Regions from separate parts of the Urocitellus parryii genome. Here region 1 is linked to region 2. A link is a contact called in public Hi-C data. All regions are on one chromosome and are shown on one strand. The core of a region is the stretch at or near the end of the contact, and the rest is flanking DNA. Distances in the headings are between cores, read along the strand shown. Region 1 holds the start of Spg21 (SPG21 abhydrolase domain containing, maspardin). Region 2 holds the start of Pif1 (PIF1 5'-to-3' DNA helicase).

Evidence for each region. A called contact is a pair of places that touch in the nucleus more often than the background predicts.
Region 1: a contact with region 2 is called in a Hi-C map of muscle, with 2.3 times the contacts expected there. The contact joins the promoter of Spg21 here to the promoter of Pif1 in region 2. A contact is called at or near these places in 2 of 2 Hi-C or Micro-C datasets (liver and muscle).

What each region holds. Positions count from the first base shown.
Region 1 is chr6:109,398,778-109,404,996 of mUroPar1.hap1, reverse strand. Spg21 (SPG21 abhydrolase domain containing, maspardin) reads left to right here and starts at 3,849. Exons shown (of 9, transcript XM_026384814.2): 1 at 3,849-4,097.
Region 2 is chr6:109,238,659-109,244,734 of mUroPar1.hap1, reverse strand. It overlaps Pif1 (PIF1 5'-to-3' DNA helicase), which reads left to right and starts at 3,751. Exons shown (of 12, transcript XM_026384892.2): 1 at 3,751-4,317; 2 at 5,529-5,661; 3 at 5,748-5,873; 4 at 5,994-6,076. The coding sequence starts at 3,760.

The DNA of each region.
Region 1 (6,219 bases), core at 2,600-5,099, 160 kb before region 2:
TGTCAACTCAACTAGGCCACAGAGTGTGTAACATTCTGAGCACGTATGAGGGTGTTTCTGGATGAGATTAATATTTGAATGGGTAAACTGAGTAAAGCAGATTGTCCACCTATTGTGGGTGAGCCTTATCCAGTCGGCTGAAGACAAAAAGGCTAAGAGGGAATTCCTCTTCTCTGACATCCTTCAAATTGAAATATCAGCTTTTTTTCCTGCCTTTGGACTTGAGCTAGCTGAAACATTCACTCTTGCTGGGATGGGAGCCTACCAACCTTCAATTTCCAGCATGTTTACTTCAGAGTTTGGGATTTGTCAGCCTCCATAATCACATAATCCAATTCTTTATACTCTGTCTTGTTTTTCTCAAGATCCCTGACTAAATGCATTATCACAGTCTAGGCCTGTATAATCTCTTTTTTGGGGCCTGAACAATATTTTCTCCTCTGGGTGGCAGCAACTGCTTGGGGATGCCTATAGGGAGGAAAAGCACTTTAGAGCGGACAAGAATCTAGTATCCAAAATTTAATCTTCAAGATGATGAAACGGGGGTCCTACAACAGTTAGCTAGTGACAACATCAGAATTTGAAATCTGAAGACTATAGAAGATTTTGTTTTAAAAAGGACTCTTCATGTGGTTCAGGAAATAAAAACATTTCTGAGCAAAAAAATGAGTACTTGAGAATGATTGCGAGGGCAATGGACGTAGCTCAGTGTTAGAAAGTTTGCTCAAAGCCCCAAGTTTCATGCCTACTATCACCAAGGTGGGGGGTTATCCTTTAATATCACTCTCCTAAATTTAAGAACCTAATATCTTGGAGTTGGAAGGGTCTTAGAGATAATTTACCCCAACTTTTTAAGAGAAGCAAAACAAATCTTTGTCCAAGGATATAACTCAGGTTTCTTAAATCCCAGAGGGCAACTAATAAATTGTTAATTACAAATAACTGAATATAATTTCTGTTTGATAAGGTCTCTAGGTTGCAAGCTATAGAATAGCCAAGCAGCATGCTTCTCAGGCAGTTCCAGAATATCCACTCCATGCTAGTCCTAGCACCCAGTGCAGCATATATCTGACACAGAATTGATCTGGCAATGAGGAAACAGCATTCATTTTCAATCTGGGGACTCAGCATAATTTGGTATGTAACACTGCAGTCAGTTGTACCCTGGGAAACTTTAAAATAATGGTATTCTAAGAATTGGTATTAGTCTGAAAAATCAAGTGTTGTGTTTCTCTGTCACTTTGTACACACCCTGGTTTTCTGGGGGCAAAAGAGGAGTATTCACTTTAATGGGTCCAATGGAGGGAGGCATTCTAGGTGGAGGGAAGAGTTTTATCAGAAGTCCAGAGGCTCGATCTGAGGTTGTGGTCGATTGACAATTAAAAAATATTAAAAAAAAAAAAGAAAAGTCCAAAGACCTAAGGTATCAGGTGGTGTTGGGAGCCCTTCAAGTAGTTGATATGGCTAAAGCACACTGGGCTCACAGCCAGCCAAGTAGAGACCCAGACCTGCTTAAGTCTATGTACCTGGGATATCAGCTTGAATGCAGTGGGGAGCTACTGAAGGATTCAGAGCAGCAGAGTCACAAATAGAGTTGCTTTTAATTATTTTGATCACACAAATAATATAAAAAATATATTTTTATATAAACTCAAATACTAAATCTCTAGTCAAAGCTCTTCTTTCCACTCTCTCCATCCCCAGTTCCTCCTTAAGGGTGAACACTATACTGTTTGGTGTATATTTTTCTCAAAAGTTGTAAAAATTTATTCACATATGTATATTCATGTATAGAGAAATATCTAGGATTGCTTTGTTGATGTGTTTTAAAAATGTTATCCTGTCACAAGATCAATTAGAAGGGACAGAACATGGATTTGGGCAATTCTGAGAGCCAACTGGCCATTTATTTACTTTGTTTGGTGTTCACAGCATATTTTCTGAACATTCCAGTCTTTCAGTGAGATTCTCACAAGAACAGGTGCTATGGGAACCATCTGGCAGACTCCAGCTGACAGCTGCAAATTCTTAGGGCTCTGTATACCAGGTCCACCTGCTCTGCGGCCTGCCTGGGTCCACAATTTGCTGCCTGCAGTTGTGCATTACAAGACAGCTGGAATTCACAGACATTAAATGTTCCTTGATGAAGTTAGAGAATGGACAATGTGCTGCCATGTGTTATGCAACAACTGAGGATACAAACAAGACTATGTGGTCCTTTTCTAAGGAAAACAATCAAACATTCCCATTTTTACACTGTGATAAAAGGAGATATGTAACAAAACAAAAAAACAGGTCCACGGAGGTTTTTTTAAAGTATCAATAGTCAAGTTAAAAATTATTATTAGAGTGGTAGAACACTTGCCTAGCATGTGTGAGGCCTTGGGTTTGATTCTCAGCACCACAAATAAATAAAGGTCCATCAACAACTAAAAAATTTTTTAAAAATTATTATTACTACACTAACAAGGACTTTTAACATGTATAGGTATATCCATAGCTTAGGTCTCCTTACTGCTATTACTAAAGTGAGGGTTAGGGATGTGGAATTTAAGAAATACAGTTTTAAGAATAGATGTGGACAGATTCATTTACCACTCATTAATTCAATATACACTTATTTATGGACCAGATCTTCTGCTAAGGCACTGAATCACTTTGTTCCCTTTGCTCTGGATTTATACTCCCACAGCATCTGCCCATAAGAGTTTTACAACCAGTGGCCATTCATTAAACTATTACAAAATTGTGAGAGGAAGCCCCCCAATGTTAAATTCGTCTGGGGGAACATACCTCATACACCTACATGATGCTTATAATAAAAGAGCTCTTCTGTGACTAAGTTGCACCTCCAAAAGAGTTAATTGAGGGGAAAAAAATAGTGAGAGAGAGAGAGAGAGAGAGAGAGAGAGAGAGAGACAGACAGATAGGGAGAGAGAGAATGCTTTTGGGATTTGTCCAGATTCTAGACTGGTATCCGAGGCTCCAGAACCAAAGGGCAGAAGTCCCAACTAGAGATGCAGTTTCCAATGGGATCTACCATGACCTAAATCTCATCAACAGTTGCCAGAGAAAGGGCAAAGTCCACAGGCCTTTCAACAGGGTATAAGCTTTCACTAAAACAAATCAGAGAGGCACTTTCAACAAGATCTTGTTGCAGGATCCCTAAGAAACCTCAAACAAGGAGATTTACATGTTATCCAACCTTATCATATTATTTCAAACTGAACCTGCAAATATTTTACTGAAATAAAGGAATCGTGGCGCCTGCAATATCTTGCTTAAGAATAATGATTACAATATTAATAGTAATTACAATGTTAATATTAGTATTAATATTTTCAATATCTGAAGGAAGAGGATGTATGTCTGAGGCCAAGCCTAGGCTGAAGGAACGGGAAGCTGGGTGGGAGTATGTTTCCAGAAATCCCAAAAGACACAGCATACGGGAGGGGAAGGCTTTGAGGGAAAACTGTGGAGGGTGTCTCTGGCTGTGCCAAGACACAAGGAGCATACAAAGCCCATAACCCAAAGGTGTTTCCTTAAAGCTTTCCACGACGGAGAAGCCGTCCGCGAACTTGAAGCCAAGCGCCCCTTTCTTCTATTACCATAATTTCCTCCTGGCCACGTCAGACAGATGACCTAGGGCAGACCCAGTGACAGCTCGGACCTTGTCCTGCGCCTGTCGCCCCCGCTGGGACTAATGTCCGCCCCCACAACCGCCAGCATCCCTGATGGCGCCAGGTGTCTCCCTGCCCAGTCTCCAGCCCGCGCCGTCGCCATAGTGACCGCCGGAGCCACGCAGCCCCGCCCCTTCCTCGCGACGTGGCCCCGCCCTCCTCCGAACCCGGAAGCTGGAGGCTCGCGCCCGCGGAGCACACGGTTCCGGAGGAGGGAGCGCCGCGGCCCGGGCTTGCTCGGCCGCGCGCCCCGCCCCTCGGAGGCCGGGCTCCAGCGCTCCCCTGCTCCCCCGCCAGCTGTGTCTGCGGGTCCTCCGGGCTCTGGCTGCGGGTCCCAGCCGCCTCCATCTACTCGGATATAGGAGCAAAGAGCCGCCTGGAGCTGGAAGCAAAGGGACGTGGGGGTGGCCACGGCAGGTGAGGGGTCGGTGAAGCTATGGAAATCGGGAATGTAGGTGTGTGATGTGTGTGGGGTTGTAGATGGGTGTGTATGGAGCATGCGCGGCTGCCTCGGCCGGGTGTGACTTTGTGTGTAGCCCCCGAGTGGGCCGGTTCATGTGACCATGCACGTGATTGCGTACGTGTGTGAGTGTGTCTCAGTGTTTTTATGTCTGAGGCCAAGTCTGAGTTCATGGGTGGTGGTCGGTGTGCCTGTGACCCTCCCTACCTTTGTGTGGCTGTCACTGGTGGGACTGATGAGGACTGTTTGGAGCCTCTTCGTGGGGGTTGGGGGAAGGCAGAAGGCTTTATCAGGGCATCCTCCTGCATATTCATCCTGGGATCGTGAGGACATAGCCCAAAAACATTTTATTTCAGTAATTTTTTTTTTTTTTTTTTTGTACCAGGGATTGAGCTCAAGGGCGCTCCACACTGAGCTACACCAGCAGCCCTTCTTATTTTTTTACTTTGAGACAGATCTCTTTAAGTTGTCAGGCTGGCCTCGAACTTGGCGATCCTTCCACCTCAACCTCAGGAGTAGCTGGGATCACAGGCGGGAGCCACCGCAACTGGCTATTTCAGTAAACGTTTAAGAAACGTTTGAGTAGAGGCCAGTCGTTTGGGGGATTGTACCTCAGCCCGAAAGTGATAGGCCAGGTATGTGGTTTATGAATGGGGGATGAGGAAAGTGGCAGGTCCACTGTCGCACTTTTCCTCTTCTTTTCTTGGGAAGTTATAAATTAGAAGCTTATGCTTCTTTTTTTTGTCTCCATTTGTAGTGGTCCAGCTTCTGTTGGAAAGATTCAACAGACTAAGCAGTAACCTAGTAGCTGTGTTCAATTTTCCAAAAGCTTTTGCGCTGTTAGCTCAAGAAGTGTTGCAGAAGAGATGTTGGGTAGGCAGCTTTTCCTGCTTTGAGATTTATAGATAATGGAATAGATTTTTGAAGAAAAGAGGTATAAAGAGGTATACATCTCCCTTGAAGAAATCTTAAAAAAAAAAGAAAAAAAGATAGCTATACATTAGTATGGTAAGGAATGGAGACCTGAATTTATTTTTTTAAATATTTATTTTTTAGTTGTATTTGGACACAATACCTTTATTTATTCATTTTTATGTGGTGCTGAGGATGGAACCCAGGGTCCTACACTTGCTAGGCAAGCACTCTACCACTGAGGCACAACCCCAGCCCAGGAGACCTGAATTTAAAAGCCAATTGCTGGGCTGGGGTTAGTTCAGTGGTAAAAGTAAGTGCTTAGCATTCTTGAAGCCCTGGGTTCAATCTCTGGCAAAAAAAAAAAAAAAAAAAAAGCCACGCCAAATGTATCACCTGGAGAAGAGTTGGGTTCATATATATATTTTGCTAGTATTATTAATAAATCACATGTTTTCTATATGTAAATCAACTATAGATTAAGATAAGGGGTCAGAAATCTGTGACTGGTTAAGCCGGATATGTGACATTTGTAAAATGTTTCCTTGATTAAAGCCTGGGAGATTCTGTTGACTTCCTGAAGGATGGTACACACTCATCTCAACTAGCTGTTTTATTGATCCGCAGCACAAGAAAGGGCTAGAGAACTGGGTGTCCAGAACACCCCTGGACTGTGGCTTAATCAAGATTAAGACCATTCTCTGGCCCTTTCCCCCCTAGCCTGAAAAGGTGCTTTTGTTTTTGTGAAGAACCAAATGACAAAAGATCAAACAGTGTTGAGTTTACCATCCACATTCTTTTTTATTTCATCCTGACCAGTTTGGTTACAATCTCAGTTAACCTTCTGTGCCATAGACAGAATGTTTCTCTTGTGACTTGGAAAAGTATCTACCCCTTTAGAGGATGAAAGAGAGCTAGAACAAACTTTCCTTTTCATACCACTCACAGCTGCTTTCACTTTGCAGCAGGGAGCCTTTTTCTCATAGACATCAGCTGGTCAGATGCAACATTTGCTATCTGTCTCACCTTTCATTACTGCCAAACATGCACAAGTGTTAAAATCACTTGTCCCTGCAAAAATTTAGTCACAGCTGGGTGGAATCTCTCCATCTAGCAAGATTAGTTATAACATGTCATAATACTGAGGTGGTTGTGAATTATACTGAG
Region 2 (6,076 bases), core at 2,502-5,001:
GGTCGCACACCTGTGATCCCAGCAGCTCAGCAGGGCAAGAGCAAGGCGCTAAGCAACTCAGTGAGACCCTGTCTCCAAATAAAATACAAATTAGGGCTGGGGATGTGGCTCAGTGGTCGAGTACCCTGAGTTCAATCCCAGGTACCAAAAAAACAAAGAATTACTATGTAGCCAAGCGCAGTGGTGCACACTTGTAAAACCTAAAAGCCCAGGAAGCTGAGGCAGGAGGATGGCAAGTTCAAAGCCAGCCTTAGCAATTTAGAGAGACCCTAATCAATTAGGTAAGACCCTGTCTCAAAATAAAATATAAATATAAAAGAGCTGGGATTGGCTTAATGGTTAAGCACCCCTGGGTTCAATTTCTGGGAAGAAGAAAAAGAAGAAGGAGGAGGAGGAGGAGAAGAAGAATTATTTCTACATATGTTTTTTAAACTGGGGATTGAACCCAAGAGTACTTTACTATTGGGCTATATCCCTAGTCCTTTTTATTTTTTATTTTTGAGACAGAGACTCATTAAATTGCTTAGGGCCTTGCTTAGTTGCTGAGGCTGGCCTCGAACTTGTTATCCTCCTGCCTTAGCCTCTGGAGCTCCTAGGATTAGAAACCTGTTGCATCACAGGTGCTATTTCCTCTATTTTCAAAGCCAGCAGTAACAGTAACATATCTCTCTCTGCCTTCCTCCCTCCCTCCCTTCTTGGTCTTCTTCCTTTGTCAAATCTCTGATTCTCTGAATAATCCCCATATCTCAATTTTACTTTCTGGTGCTGGGGATTCAACCCAGGGCCTGGATCATGCTAGACAGTCACTCTACCACTGAACTACATCCCCAGCCCTTTTAATTTTATTTTGAGACAGGGTCCCACCTAGTTGCCAAAGCTGGCTGGGAAATTGCAATCCTCCTGTGATCACCTTTGGAGTAGGTAGAAATATAGACATGGGACACCACGCTGGACTCAAAATTATTAGCTACATCTGTAAATTTATTTACTTATACATAAAACCTATGTTGGGCTGGCGTTGTGGCTCAGTGGTAGTGTGCTTGCTTAGCAAGCCCTAGGCCCTGGATTCGATCCTCAGCACCACATAAAAACAAGTAAAGGTATTGTGTCCAACTACAACTAAAAAATAAATATTTAAAAAAATAAAAAATAAAACCTATGTCACAGGTACTCGATATGTCAAGACAACACTGATGAAGAAAATTTTCTAAAAGTTTTGTTAGCTAGTTGTGGTAGTGTTTGCCTGTACTCCAGCAATTTGGGAGGCTGAGGCAGGAAAATCATAAGTTCAAGGCCAGCCTCAGGAAATTGGGAGGCTGAGGCAGGAGGATCACCAGTTCAAAGCCAGCCTAAGCAACAGCAAGGCACTAAGCAACTCAGTGAGACCCTATCTCTAAATAAAATACAAAAAATAGGGATGACTGTGGCTCAGTGGTCTAGTACCCTAAGTTCAAACCCTAGTACCAAAAAAGGAAGAAAAGAAAAGTGCTGGGCCCTTAGGCCAATGCCTATAATCCTGGCAGCTCTGGAGGATGAGGCAGTAGGAACAGGAATTCAAGCCTCAGCAATTTAGCAATTTAGTGAGACCCTAGGCTACTCAATGGGAACTCTGTTTCAAAATTAAAAGGAAAAAAAAAATGGCTGGGGTTAAGTGCCCTGGGTTCAACCACACACACACACACACACACACACACACACACACACACACAGAAATATGGGAGCTATCATTATCTGTAAAATGATGTGGTTGTACTCACCCGTAAAAATCTTTTAGCTTGTCATTCCAAGTTTTGACGAGGCAAAAACGAGAATGAGAATTTAAAAACAAATTCTCAGAGCATCCAGTATAACAAGAGGGATAAGAATCCCCTGAAGGGCCGGGGTTGTGGCTCAGCGGTAGCGCATGTGCCTGGCAAATGTGAGGCACTGGGCTGGGGATGTGGCTCAAGCGGTAGCGCGCTCGTCTCGCATGCGTGCGACCCGGGTTCGATCCTCAGCACCACATACCAACAAAAATGTTGTGTCCGCCGAGAACTAAAAAATAAATATTAAAAAATTCTCTCTCTCTCTCTCTCTCTCACTCTCTCTTTAAAAAAAAAAATGTGAGGCACTGAGTTCAATTCTCAGCACCGCATATAAATAAGTAAAATAAAGGTCTATCAACAACTAAAACAAAATTAAAAAAAAAAATCCCCTGAAGAGCCAGGCTCAGTGGCACACGCCTGTAATCCCATGGGCTCTGGAGGATCGCGAATTCAAAACCAACCTCTGCAAAAGCAACTCTGAGAGTTTCTATCTAAGCAAAATACAAAACAGGGCTGGGGATGTGGCTCAGTGATTGAGTGCCCATGAATTCAATCCCCAGTACCCCTCCCCTCCGCCCTCCCCCCCCCCCAAAAAAAAAGAATTCCCTGAAGCCTGGGAATCCTTCCTTTTCTTATACCCTTTTGATACCTGGCACAGATTTCAGAGTTCCTTTCCTATGGGCATCAGCAGGGAGGGAAAGACAAATGAAAAAAAAAAAAAGATTCTTAAAAGGGCAGAGAAGGGTGAAGAGTGTTGTGGGGCAGGATAGGGGACTCGGTAAGCCATGGGGTGATTTACTCGGAAGTGAACAATGGTACTGAGTGGAAACTGAGTGAGCCGCAGCGTGTGAGCTAGGGGTAAGAGGGAGGGTGTTGATAGAATAATTCTCAAAACTTCAGAGTTGCATTGTGAGACTGGAGCAGAAGTTCAAGCCAATCAAAGCAGCCAATCAAAGCAGTTTCTGCCTCCTTACACCACGCTCAATCATATAAGTAAACTGGGGTATCACAAATAACTTTCCTCGGGTGTGCGATTCTCAGACCCAAGCTTCTGGAAGTGGGAACCAACGAAAGCCCCGCCCCCATGGGCACGCCCACGCTGTTGATTGGCTGAAGGATTTAAAGACCCGACCTGTCATAGGTTGATTTTTCTATCCCAAGTATTTGAAAGTTCCTAGTTTGTCAGCTTCGCCTGTCTGCCGGTTTATTGTTGCGACTGCCCGCACAAGTGAGTTCCTGCTCGACCTTTGAAATGGGAGGCAGAGAATCTGGTTCTTGTAGGGGTCCCCGTCGGGAAGGTACAGATGAGTGGGTCAGACGGAGGGAGCACGGTTTCCGGGTTTTCCGGGACCCCGGGATTTACCTGTGAATTCCTTTGCCAAATATTTTCCACCCCACCCCCACCTTGGAGGTGGGAAACTCCGGGCATTAGAATCACACTGACCGTGAGACCTACTAGTCAAGGGCAAAAAAGTTTGTCTCTCTCAGTCTGTTTTCACTTCTGTAATAGAGACCTGCCTGGCTATCCATAAACCTAACTTGGAAAACAGAAGGCGCACATTTCATGTAAGTCCCTTTCCCATCTCCACACTTGAGACTCTCTTGATTTTCCGAGAGAGGGCCATGACGATTACCGGCTGGTTTTGGGTCTCAAAGCAAAGCAGGCCTTTTTGTCTCATCCTCCTCCTCCGCCCATGCCCCCATGAAATGCGGGGTCCTAGCAGGACAACCGAGGTTTCTCAGTTTCTGACGCTGCCCCTAGAGTATATTTCTAGAGTGGGCTTTCGATTAGCCCCAGGGACCTTTTACCGTTTCTAGTGACTTCCTTGTGTTACCAGTGAGAATGTCCATGACCCTGTGTGACAGGGTTCCCGGTTACGGACCACCTATTATATCCTGAATCTCTGTGACCTCTATGCTCCGGTCTCTTCGCAGACTTGCAGAGGTGGTAGCAATGCTCTCGAGCACCCAGGTGGCGGCAGCGGAAGGTGACCACGCGGACCTGCGGTGCCGTGTGGCGGTGGAAGAGCTGAGCCCAGGAGGGCAGCCACGGAAACGCCAGACCTTACGCACCGCGGAGCTGAGCCTGGGTCGAAACGAGCGCCGTGAGTTGATGCTGCGGCTGCAGGCTCCGGGGCCAGCCGGGCAACCGCGCTGCTTCCCCCTGCGCGCCGCGCGTCTCTTCACACGGTTCGCCGCGGCGGGGCGCAGTACGTTGAGGCTCCCAGCAGACGCCGTTCCCCGGGCGGGAGCCGTGCAGCTGTTGCTCTCCGACTGCCCCCCGGACCGCCTGCGGCGTTTCTTGCGCACGCTGCGTCTGAAGCTGGCTGCGGACCCGGGTCCCGGGCCTGCCTCCGCCCGCGCGAAGCTGCTCAGCCCTCGACCCCGCGACTTCGTCACCATCAGCCCAGTGCAGCCGGAGGAGCTGCGGCGTGTGGCAGCAACGCGGGTTCTAGACACCACGCTGGTCAAGCAGCCGATGGAACCCGGGACTGGAGCCAAGCCCAGCATGGTGAGAACGGGAGAATGGGCATGTCTTTGGGATTAGGTATGCTTAATCATTAAGATGGAAGAGACTAAGGAGGCCCAAGTGTGGGGGACTAGACTGTGGCGATATTCAGGGAACAGCTGTGAGCTCAGAGATGCCATAGGTCATGGAGTATGACAGGGTCGTTGGACTCTTCTGTGCTTCCCATATATAAGCCCTGAACCTGAATAAGCAAGAACAGGTAATGAGAGTCCAGGCCATAATAAAAGATAAGAGAACGCCAGAAAAGGCGATTTAAGAAGGCAAAGTAGGGGGCTCAGCGGTAGAGCGCTCGCCTAGCATGTTCGAGGCGCTGGTTTGATCCTCAGCACCACATTAAAAAACAAATAAATAAAATAAAGGTACTGTGTCCAATACAGTTTTAAAAAAATGGAAGGCAAAGTAAATTTAAAAAGAAAAAGAAGAAGGCAAAATAGACCAACGCCTATAATCCCAGCAGCTCCAGAGGCTGAGGCAGGAGGATTTTGAGTACAAAGCCAACCCCAGCAATTTAGCAAGGTCCAAAGTAACTTAGCAAGACCCTGTCTCAAAATAAAACATATTTAAAAGTGGGGGCGGGGGGCTGAGGATGTGGCTCAGTGATTAAGCATCCCAGGTTTCAAATCCCTTGTACACACATACACACACAAAAAAAGGAAAATTAGGAGTATATTATTGTATTTGGGGAGAAGTGAAGCAGTCAACAGTGTCTGGACAGTCAACATTCCCTTCAAATGAGGGAAACATGTCTGGTGGACTGACAACCATTTTTGGACTGGGGCAGGTTGGTTGATGACCACAGGGTTTTGAGACTAAGCTGGCGAGAAGCTAGAGATGGAACAAGAAGGGGCCTTAGTTGGGCAGGGTTTTGCTTGGATATTTTGAGGCGAGAATTTTGGAATAGGAGGAGAAATGAGAAGAAAATTTGGGTGAGAGAACCAGAAAGGTGAAGGAACCCAGAGGAGGAAGCTGAGGGAGGATCCAGACCCATACACTGGGGATCTTCAGGGCACGAGGAGAGACCCAATAGTTACTGGCAAAATCTCCAGGTGAACCAGAGCTGTCCTAGGGTACCAGGGAGTGAAGCCAACCCAGGGAGAAAGCCAACAGTCTGTATTGAACACAGATCAAGAAGGGTGGGAGAGTAATGTCTGGGGAGGTGGGAGGAGGCTCTGAGACAGCCCTGTCTCCATCAGGAAGCCCCAAGGTGGCCTCTGCCTGTGAAGAGGCTGAGCTTGCTCCCCACCAAGACACAGCTTTCTGAGGAACAGGCTGCAGTGCTGAGGGTTGTCCTAAAAGGCCAGAGCATTTTCTTCACTGGGAGCGCAGGTAGCAGGGGCAGAGTAGGGGTGGAGGGGACGGGGTGGGGAGGTAGGATGGAAGAACAGGCAGCCCTGACTTTGCCTCCTGTCCAGGGACTGGGAAGTCATATCTGCTGAAGCGGATCCTGGGCTCACTGCCCCCCACAGGCACAGTGGCCACTGCTAGCACTGGGGTGGCAGCCTGCCACATTGGGGGCACTACCCTCCATGCTTTTGCAGGTAAGTGGGAGCCCCTGGGGCTTGAGATAAGAGCAAGTCAGACTTCTGGGGTGGAGGGAAAGGAGGGCAGCATTGATGGGGGCTGGGGTCTCAGTTCAGGATGAGTAGTTTCATTCACAGGCATCGGCTCAGGCAAGGCTCCCCTGGCCCAGTGTGTGGCTCTGGCACAGCGGCCAGGCGTGCGGCAGGCCTGGCTGAACTGC